Regions from separate parts of the Mus musculus genome. Here all the other regions are linked to region 3. The links are chromatin contacts, called in public Hi-C maps. All regions are on one chromosome and are shown on one strand. Each heading gives the region's core, a stretch centred on a gene start, on an enhancer-like site or on the middle of the called end of the contact. The rest is flanking DNA. Distances are from core to core; before and after follow the strand shown. Region 1 has its middle 38 kb from the start of Gm52735. Region 2 has its middle 13 kb from the start of Gm52735. Region 3 has its middle 68 kb from the start of Gm32544.

Region 1 (4,336 bases), core at 1,071-3,570, 300 kb after region 3:
AAAGCCAGGCCAAGGCACCTGTACACCAGCAGATGCATAAGTATGTGAGCCATTGTTACCCTGTGTGTCCAATCCTCGATCCTCCATGGCCTAGAGAATAGAGAAAACGGGAGGATAGGTTTAAGAAGCTGTGCTCTCCCTTCCTTTTCTCCTCCCCCCTCCTTCTTTTACTTGCTCTGTTCTCTACTCTGCCCTTCCTTCTCTCCCTCTCTCCTTTTCCTCCTCTAATCCTCTCCTCTCTCCGTTTCCCTCTTCTTCTCCCTCTTTTCCTCCATTTTCCTTTCCCTCTAGTTCACTCTCTGGATCCCTCCAGCAATAGACTGAGGGAAGAATTTCACATTGGCTGGGAGATGAGTTTGATCAGGATGTTGATAACTACAGGGGGTGGTTAATGCTTAAGGATAGAAGCGCAGAGAATGAGAGGTTAGGGGCAGAGAAAGATTCTATATGATAGTCTATTGGGATGATATTCAGATGAGTATCATGTTGTATTTGTCCAAACCCAGAGAATGCATAGCACCAAGACTGGCTTCTGGGTGTCTCCATATCAGCACAGGCTTATCGGTTCTAAAACACATACCACGCCCATGGAGCTGCTGATTGTGAGGAAAAGTATGCATGGGCATGCGTGGGCCTAAGGGGCATAAAGGACATTGATCTAAAATATAGTAGAGTAGGGCTGGAGAGATGGCTCAGATGGTAAGAGCACTGGCCTCTTCCAAAGGATCCAGGTTCACTTCTCAGTCTTCACATGGTAGCTCACAACCATCTGTAACTCCAGTCCCAAGGGATCCAACGCCTTCTCCAGGTCTCCACAGGTATTTCCCACATGTGGTGCCCAAACATACTTTCAGACAAAACATGTATACTTGGGAAATAAAAAAGCTTTTAAATCTCAAATTATAATAATAATAAGGTGCAGAGGACAGTAACCTGGTACATGGTTGGCACCCAATTTATATTTCCAAAATAGGTACCTTGTATGTCAGAATCAAAAACAATAGTTCTGTCTGGTTAACTTCAGTAAAGTGACATCAGGTCAAAAGGGATGGACTATGGATATTCATAACCGTGAAGATTGATCTCAAGCTAATTATAGAAAATGAAACAAGCCAGATTTTAAGTGATGCATGTTTTGTGTTTCAATTTCTATGAAATTCCAGAAAACATAAGCTCATCTCTAGTAACTGGAGGCATCCTGGGGAAAGAAGGGAAGGAACACACAGACTATAAAGCACACCAGGAAACTGGAGGGCATTGCTATTCACAAGTATATCCTATGTCAAAGTCCATCGAGTTCTACTTTCCAGACATGTGCCGCCTCTTATATGTCAGCTGGGCCTCAATTAAGACTCAAAATATTAAAGATGCTGTGAAAGGAAGCAAATAAGATTTCACAGGAAGAGGGTGGAAAGCTGGGATGTGAGAGGCCAGCTCCTTTACATACCCCATCAGAGTTGTCAGCAAAGTCTCAGCACACTATATTGCACACATGTGTGTCTGAACCTTCCCCTAAGTGGTCCATGTGAAAGAGCAGTGTGCAAAAAGCAGGAGTTAACTCTGATTTTCTAATCTTATCCGGGGGGAAAAAAAAAACTGATACAATTTTCTTTCTACCACTTAATACAGTCACTAGAAACCAGGCTACCACAAGTTCAAAACTAAAGTCAAATCAAAGAAAGAGCCATATTTCAGCATGGCAGGTAAGCCTCCGTTGGGACCTAACGTGTGAGTCATCTTAACCCTGCAGAGAGCTGTGACCCTCTGTCCAGGAGAGTCAGCCATATTGTGCCACAGTGCCGATGAGTCACAAGAAACCTGGCCAACCATGCCTGACAGCCTTTTCACCTCCTCCTGGGAAGCTGGCCCCTTGCTTTCTGCTCAGCTTTCTTCTTCTGTTCTCACTGATACTTATCCCCAGAATCCATTCCTATTTGAATTAGCATAATAAGAATATCCTATCTGCCGCCCTATGAAAAGCACACTAAGACTCAAAAAATCACCCTAACTACAAAGCGACTCTACTATATGTTTCTTACTTACAACACTAAAATGGATCTTTCTTTCTGTTCCACCATAAAATGGTCCAGATTCTCAACAGTCTCCCATCTCAGTTTGATACCATGATTGCCATAAATAAATTTCTTACGCACTCAAACCAGTTTTGCCCTTTTCCCAGGAGGCTTTTGCAGTGCTCAACATAAACCCAGATCTCTCATGTGATGCAATTGTGATTTAGGGAAGCAAAGACCATCATCAATACACAGTTTCGTCCGCCCACTCCAACAGCCCAATCTAACTGCAGCCAAGTCCCCAAACCCTGAAACTCCCACCCACAAGCTGCCAAACCCTCTGGTTGCCCTATCACTGGCAGATGCTACAATGCTCTGTCAGGAAAGGCTTGTGAGAAACTGAAAAGTGTACAAAATCAAACAGAATGCAAAGACAGTTTTTACTGAATTTAGGGTTTCAGGTTTCTGGAATGCTTAATGCTTCAGAATTGAGAGATTTGGGGTCCAGAGTCCCCTGATCCCCTTCACCCCCACACCATGGCTTTCAACAATTAGGAAAGACTTTGAACTGGAAGCCATGAAACAAATCAGATCACATCACATACTGTATCACAATTCTACAAAATATTCTAACCACTGAGTGATGGCACCTGATAGGATCATCACTTCTACATTGAAGAACTATGATGAATACTCACAGGGGGGACACAGTTCCTCTGCTGATGGGAAAGTCATACTCCACTGTTTACCACAGGCTCTAGATGGGCCAACGTCGCTAACCTCATACTACTGAAATGCTTTGGCCACAATCACATTATTCCTGAAGACCTCACTGGGGACCTTTATCAAGTCTCACGACCCTCATACTACTCAGATATAAATGCATACACCCCATTGTCCCACGTCCTCTCTGTATCCCTATCCCAGTACAAACCCACCGTGGTCATGTGTACTCCCATCCAAGTCTCATCTCTATGCGAATAAATCCTCTGTCCCAAAGGCCTAAGACTGCTTCTAAGATTCTCTTTCCATTTAAAGAGTTCTTTTAGTTACATTTATTATTTATTTCTATTATGTATGGATACATATGGGTACATGTGTGCCACGGCATGTATGGGGGGGCTCAGAGGACAGCTTGAGAAAATCAGTTCTCTCCTTCCAACATGTGGATCCTGAGGCCTGAACTGGGGTCATCAGACTTGGCAGCAAGCATCTTTGCCTCCAGGGACATTTTGTCAGCCCCGGAACTGGATTCTTAATGCCTTCCTCCCTAGCACCGCATTCCTCAAGACCCTAAGTCTTAAACTCAAGCTTCTTGTCTTTGCCAACCCACTATCTCAGATGCTGTTTCATTCAGTCCGATCACCCTCTTTGCTGACTCCTAAGGAGTCATCCTGGGATGCCCTTAATTACTAAAATATTATTGCTACAGTCATGTGTTTGCTATCATTTGTATCAGAATGGTATCTGACTTGTACTGTGCTACAACAAATTAGTACAAATCCAATTGCTTAAAACAGCACAATGCATTATTTTGCATTTTTATAGATCAAAATCCCAACATGGATCTGCCTTGACTAAAATCGGGGTGCCGGCTGGGCTGTGCTCCTTTCTGGAGGCTTTAGAGAGAACACACTTCCTTTCTTTTCCTAGCTTCCAGAGGCCACCTACATTCTTTGACTCGTGGTCCTTTCTTCCTTCAAAGCCTGCACTGGAATACCCAGCTGTCAGCCCATTGCTTTCTCTTTAAAGACCTTATGCTGGGCCATCAACATAGGCCATGATGACCTTCATGTACTGAGTAGGTTGATCAGATTCTTAATTCTTCTTTGTCATGTGAACATGTTAAGATCCTAGACATGAGACAGAATTCTTTGAAGAGGAAAAGGTGCATTATTCTGCCCACAAAGGTTATTTCTGAATTTTTCCTCTTCCTTTCAGAACCCTCAGTATTTTCAACCCTTAAGTTCCCTTAGAGAATAGAGTCTACATTGACTAAGCCCTCAGTGGCTGCAAGACTGAATCCTATTCTGCTCACTTCCTTTAGAAATCTGAGCAAGCCGGGCATGGTGCGAACGCCTTTAATCCCAGCACTAGGTAGGCAGAGGCAGGCAGATTTCTGAGTTCGAGGCCAGCCTGGTCTACAAAGTGAGTTCCAGGACATCCAAGGCTACACAGAGAAACCATGTCTCGAAAAACAGAAAGAAAGAGAAAGAAAGAAAGAAAGAAAGAGAGAGAGAGAGAGAGAGAGAGAGAGAGAGAGAGAGAAAGAAAGAAAGAAAGAAAGAAAGAAAGAAAGAAAGAAAGAAAGAAAGAAAGAAAGA
Region 2 (5,078 bases), core at 2,428-4,927, 270 kb after region 3:
AGCATATGGTCAGGAAATGTTGGAAAGGGGCTACGATTACAGCCCTCCAGAGGGAAAAACACAACATAGTTTCCCTGAACGCAATTCAGAAGCATTTGACCCTCTCAGCCATCAGCTGGGTCCAGGAGCAAAGTCTGTAGGAACATGGCGGCTCACAGTCAAAGCAGTTAGCAGAACTGCCAAGAGGAATACTGCCCATGAGGGTGGAAGAAACGTGAGTGAATGTGATGAGGCAGATATAACCAGAGTCCCCAAAGGACTTCCATGGGTGAAGGCAAAAGGGGTCAAAATGTAGAGGGGGACTAAGTCACAATTTGACCCATCATTGCTGAAAACAATGATAACTGACTCCCTTTAGTGTGGGACGCAGTCACCCTCCAATCACACGAATGTGTACACATACCATGCATTATCTGAGTCTGAGAAATGCAGAAATTGCTGAATCAAGCTATTCTTTGGCTAAAACTTCATAATTTACCTCACCTCACTCTAAGTAGGTTGGTGACATTTTTATCCAAATAAAAGTATTCATATGCAGAAGTCAAAAATGGTTTACTATTTAATTTTTAATACAGTTTCTGTTATATCCCATATTGTCAATAAACATTTATTAAATAAGTAAATCGGGACTCATGGAAGCAGAAAGAAACGTCTTCCCTTAGACAAGACAGAGGCTTGCGAGTTCATCAAGGTGGCAAGGCGAGCTGAGCAGCTAAGGGACGAGCACGAAGTCTGAATAAGCTCAAGATGCCAACGAGCTCTCTGTAACATATCAGGGAGGAGAGCAGACCCAGGAGAGGTGAGATCTGCAGGCAGAAATGCTGGTGGAAGGGAATTCATAAGAGCTGCACACTAACAAATGATGGGATTCTGAACATGTTGAACATTGTGAGTTGGTGAGAAAGGGGACAGTAGCCATATTTGCAGTTTTCATGTTTTGTTAAAAAAAAAATCATGCTGAGAAGCTGGAGAAATGACTCATCTGTTAAGAGTTCTAGCTGCTCTTCCAGAGGACCTAGGTTTGATTCCCAGCACCCACGTGGTGAATAGCAACAGTCTGCAACTCCAGATCCAGGGCCCTCATCTGGGCTCCACAGACATCAGGCACACTGTGGTACACAGACATATTTGCAGGCAAAACACCCATATACTTAAAAATAACAAAAAAGAAATTAAGTCATGATGAAAGGATTGAGAACATAAACTGAAGAGACTGATCCAGAAGCTTACAAAAGGGTAATTTATTACATGATAAATATAATTTTATATGAAGAGCTAAGAATTTATACACATATGATGGGTGATTCACTATCATGGGGTAACTATAATTAATACAGGATCAGGAATGGGAACCCTCAAATTTCAAAGCTCAGATGGGTAGTAGATATAGGAAGAACAAAGGACTCTTGGGTGGAAGTTCTCCCTGGCAGCCATATGCTAGAGGAAGGGCCTCTACATGTACTTAAGTAGACAGAGAATGCCTTGAAGACCCTATGCATGGATTGCACTATGCCTAGTTCATGAAAGGCAGCCATAGTGAATTAGGAAACAGCCAAGCCATTGCTCTGAAGGTACTGAATGCTCTGAGAATGGTAAGATGTGGCAAAAAAAACTTCTACAGCAGGTAGAAAAACAGATCTCAGAATGTTCTGCGGACCCATATCAGTGGCTGGAGTGACAAGCAGAGTGGCAGTTAGAGAACTTGGGTGTGGACATAAAGACAGCTGCCCTTTTTTTTTTATTGGCATGGTAAACTTGGACTTGACAATCTTTAAGAGTCAAATGAAGTGTGTTCTTGGGTTCTCAAATAATGCACTTTTTAAAATTTGACCTAGAGATACTGCAGGAAACTTGTGGAAAATATACAAAACCAGACGTAGCAGGTCACCCAAGAAAACCATGCATTCTCATCCAAGAAGCTAGTTGTTGGATGGGGTTTCCAAACAGACTCGGAATATAGTCAAACTCTTCAGAGTATTCCAGGAAGGATGCTGTAAACCCTTCCATGCGGCCTCCAGGGAAACAATGATAATAGGTGTAATTGACGCAGTGCTATGGAGTATGTACCATCTGTCACTAAGAGTAAAACTCACAGTAGTCTCTATGTAGTGAGGCTACACGGTATGTTAGCAGTCTTTTATCACTGTGACAAAATGGCTGAGGAAGCAATTTTAAAAAGAGAAGATTTGTGTTGGTTCCTGGCCTCAGTGGTTTCAGTCCATTGTCAGCTGCCTTCATTGTTCTTGGGCCACAGTGAGGTAGAACATTAGAACCGGAGAATGTGGAGGGAAAGAATGACTAACCCTGTGGTAGCCAGGAAGGATAGAGAGGCCAAGGGAGCAAGAAGGGGGCTAGAAACAAGACAACCCCTTGAAAATATACCTCATATGGCCTACTTCCTCTAAAGAGGACACCCCCTGAAAAAAAAACATCCTATTCTGAATCCATATAGGTATGAACAAGTTGATTAGATCAGGGATCCCAGCCACAGGCCATGATCCAATCATTTCTCCAAAGTCCAATGTCAGAACATTGCTTTGAAGACCAAGATTTTCAACCTGTGAGCCTTTTGAAAAGATATTTTATATTCAAGCCAGAGCGCATGATAGAGAGCAGTCTAGATCCAAAACACAAGGCCAGATGTGATTGGCTCCAGTGCCCATGGTTAGTCCCTGTGGTACTGATGGCCAGGCAGGGGGCCACATACAACAACCATGCTGAAGTACCAAATGCGTTTCCAAAAATGATTTTTAAAAAGCACGCTTTTTCTTACAAGAAAACCCAGACAACCACTGCAAGAGCTGATAAACTGCCCTGATCATTGAGTTCATGAGAAGGAACAGCCTTGAGCCTGCGGCAGCACAACCCTCAAGCTGCAGCGACATTGCTTATTAGTCTGGTGACAGACACTGGAGCCAACATAGATCTTCTGCCTTTCCATTGTGAATTCTCTCCTGGTTTGATGATATTGTTTGGAATTCTTGGTACAGACTTACCAATGGGGGGAGGGGTGGGGGGCAAGCAAATGTTTATGCTAAAAATATGAAGTGAATTATAAGGGGGTCTACACAGACATGGAGAGAGTCAACTTAACTTGAGCATACAGTTTTTAAAAAAGTATCCACTCTTGACTTGTTTTTCAAATGCAACATAATGGAGGCATACAAATAAGGATGTCTGTGGGCAATTATTAGAATTTTAGGTGGATCATAGAGCTTAGTAAGCTGAAACAGGAGTCCATGCACAGAGATGCCCAACTCCTCATGGCAGAAGTTACACTCCTTAGCCAGGAAGACCTCTGAAATACAGACTACCCCTTCTGTAGTCTGTAGCTGAAACGTAAGAAATGAGGGAGGGCAGGAAAGCCACTGTTCTCTGTGCAATTATAAATCAGGAAAGGCAGCACCAGTGGATAAACACGTATATGCATTCTCTCTCTCTCTCTCTCTCTCTCTCTCTCTCTCTCTCTCTCTCACACACACACACACACACACACACACACACACACACACACACACACACAGACATACACACACACACACAAAGACATGGGTATCATCAGCATTGAGTCTACACTCTGGAGAAGGTTTCAGCACTGACTCAAGTGAGAAGGGCTCTCCTGAGGCCTCCCTGGAGCCCAGCCAGAAACTCTGAGTCACTCCTTTCCACCTCCTGGGCGAGCAGCCAGGACAATCTCCGACCCCACCTCACGCTGAAGCCCGTGGACATCACGGATGACATGCCCATCTGCTGTCCCAGCAGGACGAGAAATAACCAGTGAGCACAATGTGCTTTGGAAACACAGAGTGTCAAAGACTTTCTTCTTCTTCTTCTTTTTTTTTTCCTCTGAATCTCATTCTCTTTAGTTTCAGGGAGCAAAAATGGAAAAGCAAGCAAGCAAAAATATAGACACAACAGGGCAGTTGCACACACGAACTTACAGTGGTTATGACGGCATGCACAAGACCCATACAAGTTCAAGCCAGACAAAATCCCAGTATGACTGGGGGAGTTGGCCTCCAAGTCCCACCCCTAACTCAGGGACTACTGGCAATCCATAACTGCCTAGAGACGAAGAACAGATTTTCTTTAAGGGTATGGCCTCTGGGAGGTAAAGCTCCCTCCGACGAGTGACCACATACCCAAGAACACACCGGCTGCACAAATTGGACTTGATAGGTTCTAGAAACGAAAGAGAGAGAGGATTCAAAGTTGGGGATGGTAGAGAAAGTCGGTGTGGATCTGGGAGGAGCTGCAGGAAAGATATGAAGATGATCAGTATACACTGTGTGGAAATCCCAAAGAACTAATGTAAATAAAAATTAGTCCAAATCTGGAGGCTTCTGTAGTCAGAAGTGAAATACCATCATACAGCTTATTGCTGCAGCTGCCTGTTCTGTGGCTACCTGCTGCACATGGAAATGCCATAGCCGGGGCTTCAGCCGTTTCGTTTGGCCCCCAATGATCACTTCTGAAAGGTGGGAGAGGAAACACCTAGCTTCACAGAGACTTGAAGTGCCAGGGTAGGGGGGATACCCAGGGGTCCCCACCAGATCAGAGGAGAAGGGGAGAGGAAGGGGGAAAGGTTGTGGAAGAGGGCTAGTGGGAGGGGGCAGTGAGTGGGATGTAAAGTGAGTAAGTAAAAGATAAAATTTAATTTAATTCTTTTTAAAACGTTATTATTTGATGCTGGCTATATACAAATGAGAATATCACTCCAGAGCTATCTCGGAGGGGATTCAACCTTCCTCAAACTTTTCTGAGAAATGAATCCTCAGAAATTCAAAGCTTCATCTGTAAGATGACACAGAAATTTAAGGAACTAAGTCTGAGATCTGAGAATATACTAAGCATTGTTATAAACACTTTAAATGCTCTCATTTCATTATCAGAAATGACCGATTCCTCTGAACCTGTGATTTCCATAGCAAAGCCATAGGCTTGCTTTCTTCCTTTCTTTCTTCCTTCCTTCCTTCCTTTCTTTCTCTTTTTTTCTTTTTCTTTCTTTCTTTTTCAGAGTGACTTATTTTTATGTGCATAGATGCTTTCCTGCTTATATGTCTGTGTGCAGGTGTCAG
Region 3 (4,896 bases), core at 2,245-4,744:
GCACCATCACTCAGTACGGGGACCACTACTTCTGCTTCTCTCCTCCCATCACACAGCTGTGCCAGCAGACCGCCATGGCCCTGCAGGGAACAACCAAAAAGAGGAAAGAGGAAAAGAGGTAGCTGGGACAGATGATCTCCAGACACAACGTGGAACAAAGAGGACAGAGGAAGTGAAACCTCACCTTTTTAGTGACACATTGTAGATGCTACGTCTGCTGTAAGCAAACAATAATGCCATCTTGGAAGATTACCATAGTTGAACAAACATTACTTGGCCAGACCAGCTTCTCTGTCCAGGAAGCTGAGTTCACTGCCTCCTCCCTTGCTGTCCAAGATAACTTTGCTCTCTTTAGTTCTCAGCCAGTCAGAAGGTTAGGTCTGTACGCACATCTTTATATCTTTGTCCACTCAACGAAGCCTAGAGATGCAGCATTTGCCCATTATATCTATTTGCACTATTACCCATTTCCTTTGTTCCTTGCAAAATACCCAGTGTTTATTACAACCCTCTTAGGTAGGCACGAGGATGGGCCAGGCAGTTTTTCAAACATCTTTATTGTGTATCATCTTGTTTAATCATCAAAGCAACGGAGGCAGGCATACTGTTAGCATTTCCTTTTTTTTGGATAGGGATGTCAAGAACAAAGAGACCATAGAGCTTACCTAAATTTGCACAGTACATAGCTGATAGACTCTGAATACTCTCCCTAGGTGGTGGTCTTCAAGGGTCATACCCTTGATAGCTAAACTGGCTCTCTTTGATTCCCTTGTAGCATCGATTTCACTTGGTTTTGTGTTTTAAATATACCATTCTCTTATTGAACCATCACAACAGCTGTGCAAGGCAAGAAATTATTCCACCGTTCTGAAAAGAAGCCGTAAAACCTGATTCTCAGAGATTCTCAGAGTAGTTGTGCTAGATTCAGACCCAGGTCGTCTAAATGGGAGGTGCTTTCAGTCATACCCCCTTCTCTGATAGGGATAAACAAGCTCTTCCCAAGATGCTTTGCAGATAATTGAGATAACAAAGGGCAAGTGGTTTGATTTTCTTTGGAAGAAAGGTTCTTGAGAAACTTAACATTTGATTATTGTTCCTGCGTCTGCCGTGAGGAGCAGCCGTGTGGTGGTGTTGCCAAATAGCAATCAACTATCTTCGGGGAAGTGCTCGCAACAAATTAGCGTCTTCAGAAGTGAGTCAGGGAAGATAATTTCTAATAAGACTTTCTGAAATGTGCAGTGCCCTTAGAGACTCGAAGCCGTGGCAGGTTTTCACTGGGGAGTTAGTAACTATGGCCCTCCCCTGGGTTGCTAGCATCTCAGCTCAGGAAAGGAAAGGGTGGTAGAGCTGAAGATGATGGCAGCCACTTCTACTTCTGTATTTCCAGTTTCATGTGCCTCTGAGGGGTCATGTGTGGGACGCTGTTCGTTTCTGTAGGAAAACTTACTGTTTCCTTCAGTGGATTTTTCCCCTATGAGACAGTGTCTTCCTATATCATCAATGCAGGCCTGAAACTTGCAGTCCTTCATCCTCAGCCTCCCCAGGGCTCCGATTACAGGCTTGTACCAGTACAATCTGTGGAATTCGTACAAGGGTTGCAACTCACAAAAGACCGCTGTTTTGTCATGCCAACTCACCATAGGAATTTAAGAAGGCAAGATGTGATCTTTCACCTTAAGTAGGTTGGGGGTGGGGGGACACTTGTCCCCACTGAGACCATGTTGGAGAATGCGTCAGCCTTGATGTATATTTGCTCTATGGTTTTAATCATTAGGCCTCAGTTACTTTGACTGCACAGTGCAACGGAGTAACAGCATCAGGATCTCAGACACTGGGTATACATGGCTGGGATTACAGCAGTGACAGAAGAGGTGAAGCTCTTGAGCTTCGTGAGTTCCTGTAACACAGGCAATTGTCATAGTGTTTGTAGCAACAGCATGTTGCTATTGTCATTTGGAATTCAGTCTCTTTGTTTCCCCAGTATCTTTTTTGGTTAGGGAAGAAATGCTATTGCACAGGAATTGTTTTTATGCTCATGTTGTACGTGTGTGCGCATAGGCATGCACATCTATGTATATTGCTAAAGGTAAATGTTTAAGGCTTGTCTTATAGGCCATTTAAAAAAAAAAAGAATAAAATGTGTTAAGCTGGTTACTATGGCTTGAACGAATTCTTCAAGTTTTGTCAGCCTATGTGCCAAATTGATCTGTTGGTGGCATCTGGAGGTGAGGCCTGGGAAGGTAATTAGGATTCAGTGAGATCACGAGCATGGGGCTCTACGGTGCCACTGATGACTCCAGAAGAGCGGGAAGAGAGACTCAAGCCAGCACAGTTGCTCTATGATTCTTCTACAGCAAGATGGTCCTCACCAGATGCCAAGCTGACACCAGCATCATGCCCTTACACTTCTTAGCATCCAGGGCTAGGAGCCAAAGAACCTTCTGCTCTTTATAAACACTTCAGGTACCTTGATGGAAAACAGATGAATATAGAAGCTTAACTTGACAGTTTCTCAAGAGGTCAAAGGATCTTGGAGGGGTCAGGGGAGAGGGAGGGAGAGAGCACAAACAAACAAAATACCCCAAAGTTTTCCAAGAAGACTCTAACCACCCACTCATTCCTGTTTTGCACAAGGATACCTAGACAGGGAAAGACTCATAGGGCATCATAGGTATAGAAATTCTCCAGGAAGAAATGTCATAGCTGTGGCCTCTAGAGATACTTGGAAATGCTCAGCAGGGAACAGCCCAGAGGTGCTTTCGGGCGAGTGTAGCCAAGGAGATTGACCTGGAGCATGAGGTGCACATGTGCTAATATACCCAGAATGTGTGACCCTGGAGTCTCAAAAAGGACTGGACACCTTAGTGTGTAGGGTGCAGAATGATATCCTGTTCAGAGGCTCACAGGCTACTCTGGGGCACAGGCAGGCTTCTGTGCATCCAAGAAGCTGGACAGCTTTGTCTAGAATGTGTGACGTGTCTCTGGAATCTTGTGCAGCAAGTCTCTGTTGTCACCACTGAAGGCAAAGCTCAGAAGAGAGATCACAGGTGAAGGTGAAGACTTGACTCCTAGTTCCTCTTTACACACAATTATCAATAAAGGTACTTCTATTAAGTCTTTTTGATACATGGGTAAATGTTCTCATAGTGTAGAAAGTTTAAGACAAAGCAGGATATGTTTTCTGGAACCTCAAAGCTGTGCAATGTCAGAGATGAAAGGACATTCCTGCTGATTAACACAACTTCTCTCTCTCTTTATTTTTTCAGAGCTGAGGGAAAATGGGGTTAGGAAAGGGACTCTCCCAAGGTCTCTTTATGGGTATCTGGGAAACCTGGGAGCAGAAGCCAGGTCTCCTGACTCTGAACCTAGAGCCTTTCCACCTCTTGATCAATTTACAACCTGAAGCAGGAAATCTGACTATCCTCTAATCTCCTCCCAACTCACAGAGCTACAAAAATAGATGCAATCTGGAAGCCCAGCCATGCCAAACATGGTGGCAGGCAGCCCAGCTCCTCTCCTCCTCCCCCAGCTGATGCTGATGGGAAGTCAGCCCCACAGCACTCTTGCTAGAAATGTGACAATTATCTATCTTTCATTCTTCTCTATATCTGGGTCTCACTGTTCAAGCAAGTTCAAAGCCACTTAACATCTGCCATCCAGAAAGGACAGACTAGGTAGGTCACAAGCTAAAATGTGTCCTACCTGAGAGTTTGTGAAGTTAAGAATATGGATGCTTTTGTGACTGCTTGTATGTAACAAGAGTCTCAAACCACTGGAGAAGGAAAGTGTGATGGCATCAGGGGAAACATAGGGACCTTCAGGTCTTCTGCCAAGATGGGATGCAAAAGACAACAGGACAAGTGAAGAAAGGCGGGGCTTATTAGAAGGTAGGCTTCAGATGGAGTCTGGACCCTGTGAGGGCCATCACAGGAACAAAAGACAAGACTATTTGATCGTAGAAACTGATATCAAGAAACTGTTTTTCTTCTTGCTGATACTTGGCAGGGGACTTGAAGGCATATATGAGACATGTGTGAGAGGATGCTCATTGCAGCATTATTTGGAATAAAATGGAAATAAACTAAACCTCCTTCCATAGGAGAAGAGATAGGATAAGCCATGGTGTGTGCAAATGATGTGATATCATGGAAGTGTCTAGAAAGACAAGGTTAAGCTATGCATTCTGACATAGAATTGTGTCCAATATACATCGACGATAAAACAAGAAAACCCACCAAACAACTGCTATGTGATGTGTTGTGTTCCCATGTATAACAGGAAATACACTCATTTGTACATGTGCAAGAAAGTTCTAGACCATGCAAGAAAATAAACTTCTAGAACATGTTGATTAAAAAGGAAGGCTTTGATTCACCATGAGATTATATGTCTAATTTTATAAAATTAGAAAACACCCAGAATTTATCTTCCCATATAATTATATTATTACATAACTTTTACAAAGTATGAAAAATAATAAATACTAAGGCTACGGGAGATGGTTTAATGTGTAAAGTAATTGCTGTTCAAGCATGGGGAGCAGAGATTGGGTCCCTAACACATATGTGAAAAGCACACATGATAATCCAGGTCTCTAACTCCATTCCTGATGGGGGCACTGAGCCTGGTGGAGTTCAGGTACTCACTGGCCAAGCAGTTTTGTCTAAAGGTTGAACTCCGGGTTCAGTGAGATACAGAGTCTCTCATTGTGTGTGTGTGTGTGTGTGTGTGTGTGTGTGTGTGTGTGTGTTAGAGAGTAATAGAGGAAGATATGTGACAGTGACCTCTGGTCTCCACAAGGCCTACAGATGAGTGTATTTGCACATGTGCATTTATGCATACATATCACACAATAAAGAAGTGAACAAACCAGAAAAAAATTACCCATGAGTTAGT

The links. Hi-C and Micro-C count contacts between places; a contact is called where the count stands out from the background.
Region 1: a Hi-C map of ventral hippocampal neurons shows a contact between it and region 3, with 1.6 times the contacts expected there. The contact joins two enhancer-like sites. A contact is called at or near these places in 2 of 484 Hi-C or Micro-C datasets (embryonic stem cells and ventral hippocampal neurons) and 1 of 9 other capture datasets (embryonic stem cells).
Region 2: a Hi-C map of cerebellum shows a contact between it and region 3, with 1.9 times the contacts expected there. The contact joins two enhancer-like sites. A contact is called at or near these places in 5 of 484 Hi-C or Micro-C datasets (brain, cerebellum, embryonic stem cells and 1 more) and 1 of 9 other capture datasets (embryonic stem cells).

What each region holds. Positions count from the first base shown.
Region 1 is chr4:48,001,366-48,005,701 of GRCm38.p6, forward strand. No RefSeq gene overlaps it. Among named protein-coding and RNA genes, the nearest start is that of Gm52735, 38 kb to the left of the region's middle. Within about 2 kb of position 2,321, at least 9 of the 459 cell types and tissues checked have an H3K27ac peak or open chromatin away from gene starts, as enhancers often do. A contact at or near this core is called in ventral hippocampal neurons, where this site is marked.
Region 2 is chr4:47,976,089-47,981,166 of GRCm38.p6, forward strand. No RefSeq gene overlaps it. Among named protein-coding and RNA genes, the nearest start is that of Gm52735, 13 kb to the left of the region's middle. Within about 2 kb of position 3,678, at least 10 of the 459 cell types and tissues checked have an H3K27ac peak or open chromatin away from gene starts, as enhancers often do. A contact at or near this core is called in cerebellum, where this site is marked.
Region 3 is chr4:47,704,682-47,709,577 of GRCm38.p6, forward strand. No RefSeq gene overlaps it. Among named protein-coding and RNA genes, the nearest start is that of Gm32544, 68 kb to the left of the region's middle. Within about 2 kb of position 3,495, at least 19 of the 459 cell types and tissues checked have an H3K27ac peak or open chromatin away from gene starts, as enhancers often do. A contact at or near this core is called in cerebellum and ventral hippocampal neurons, where this site is marked.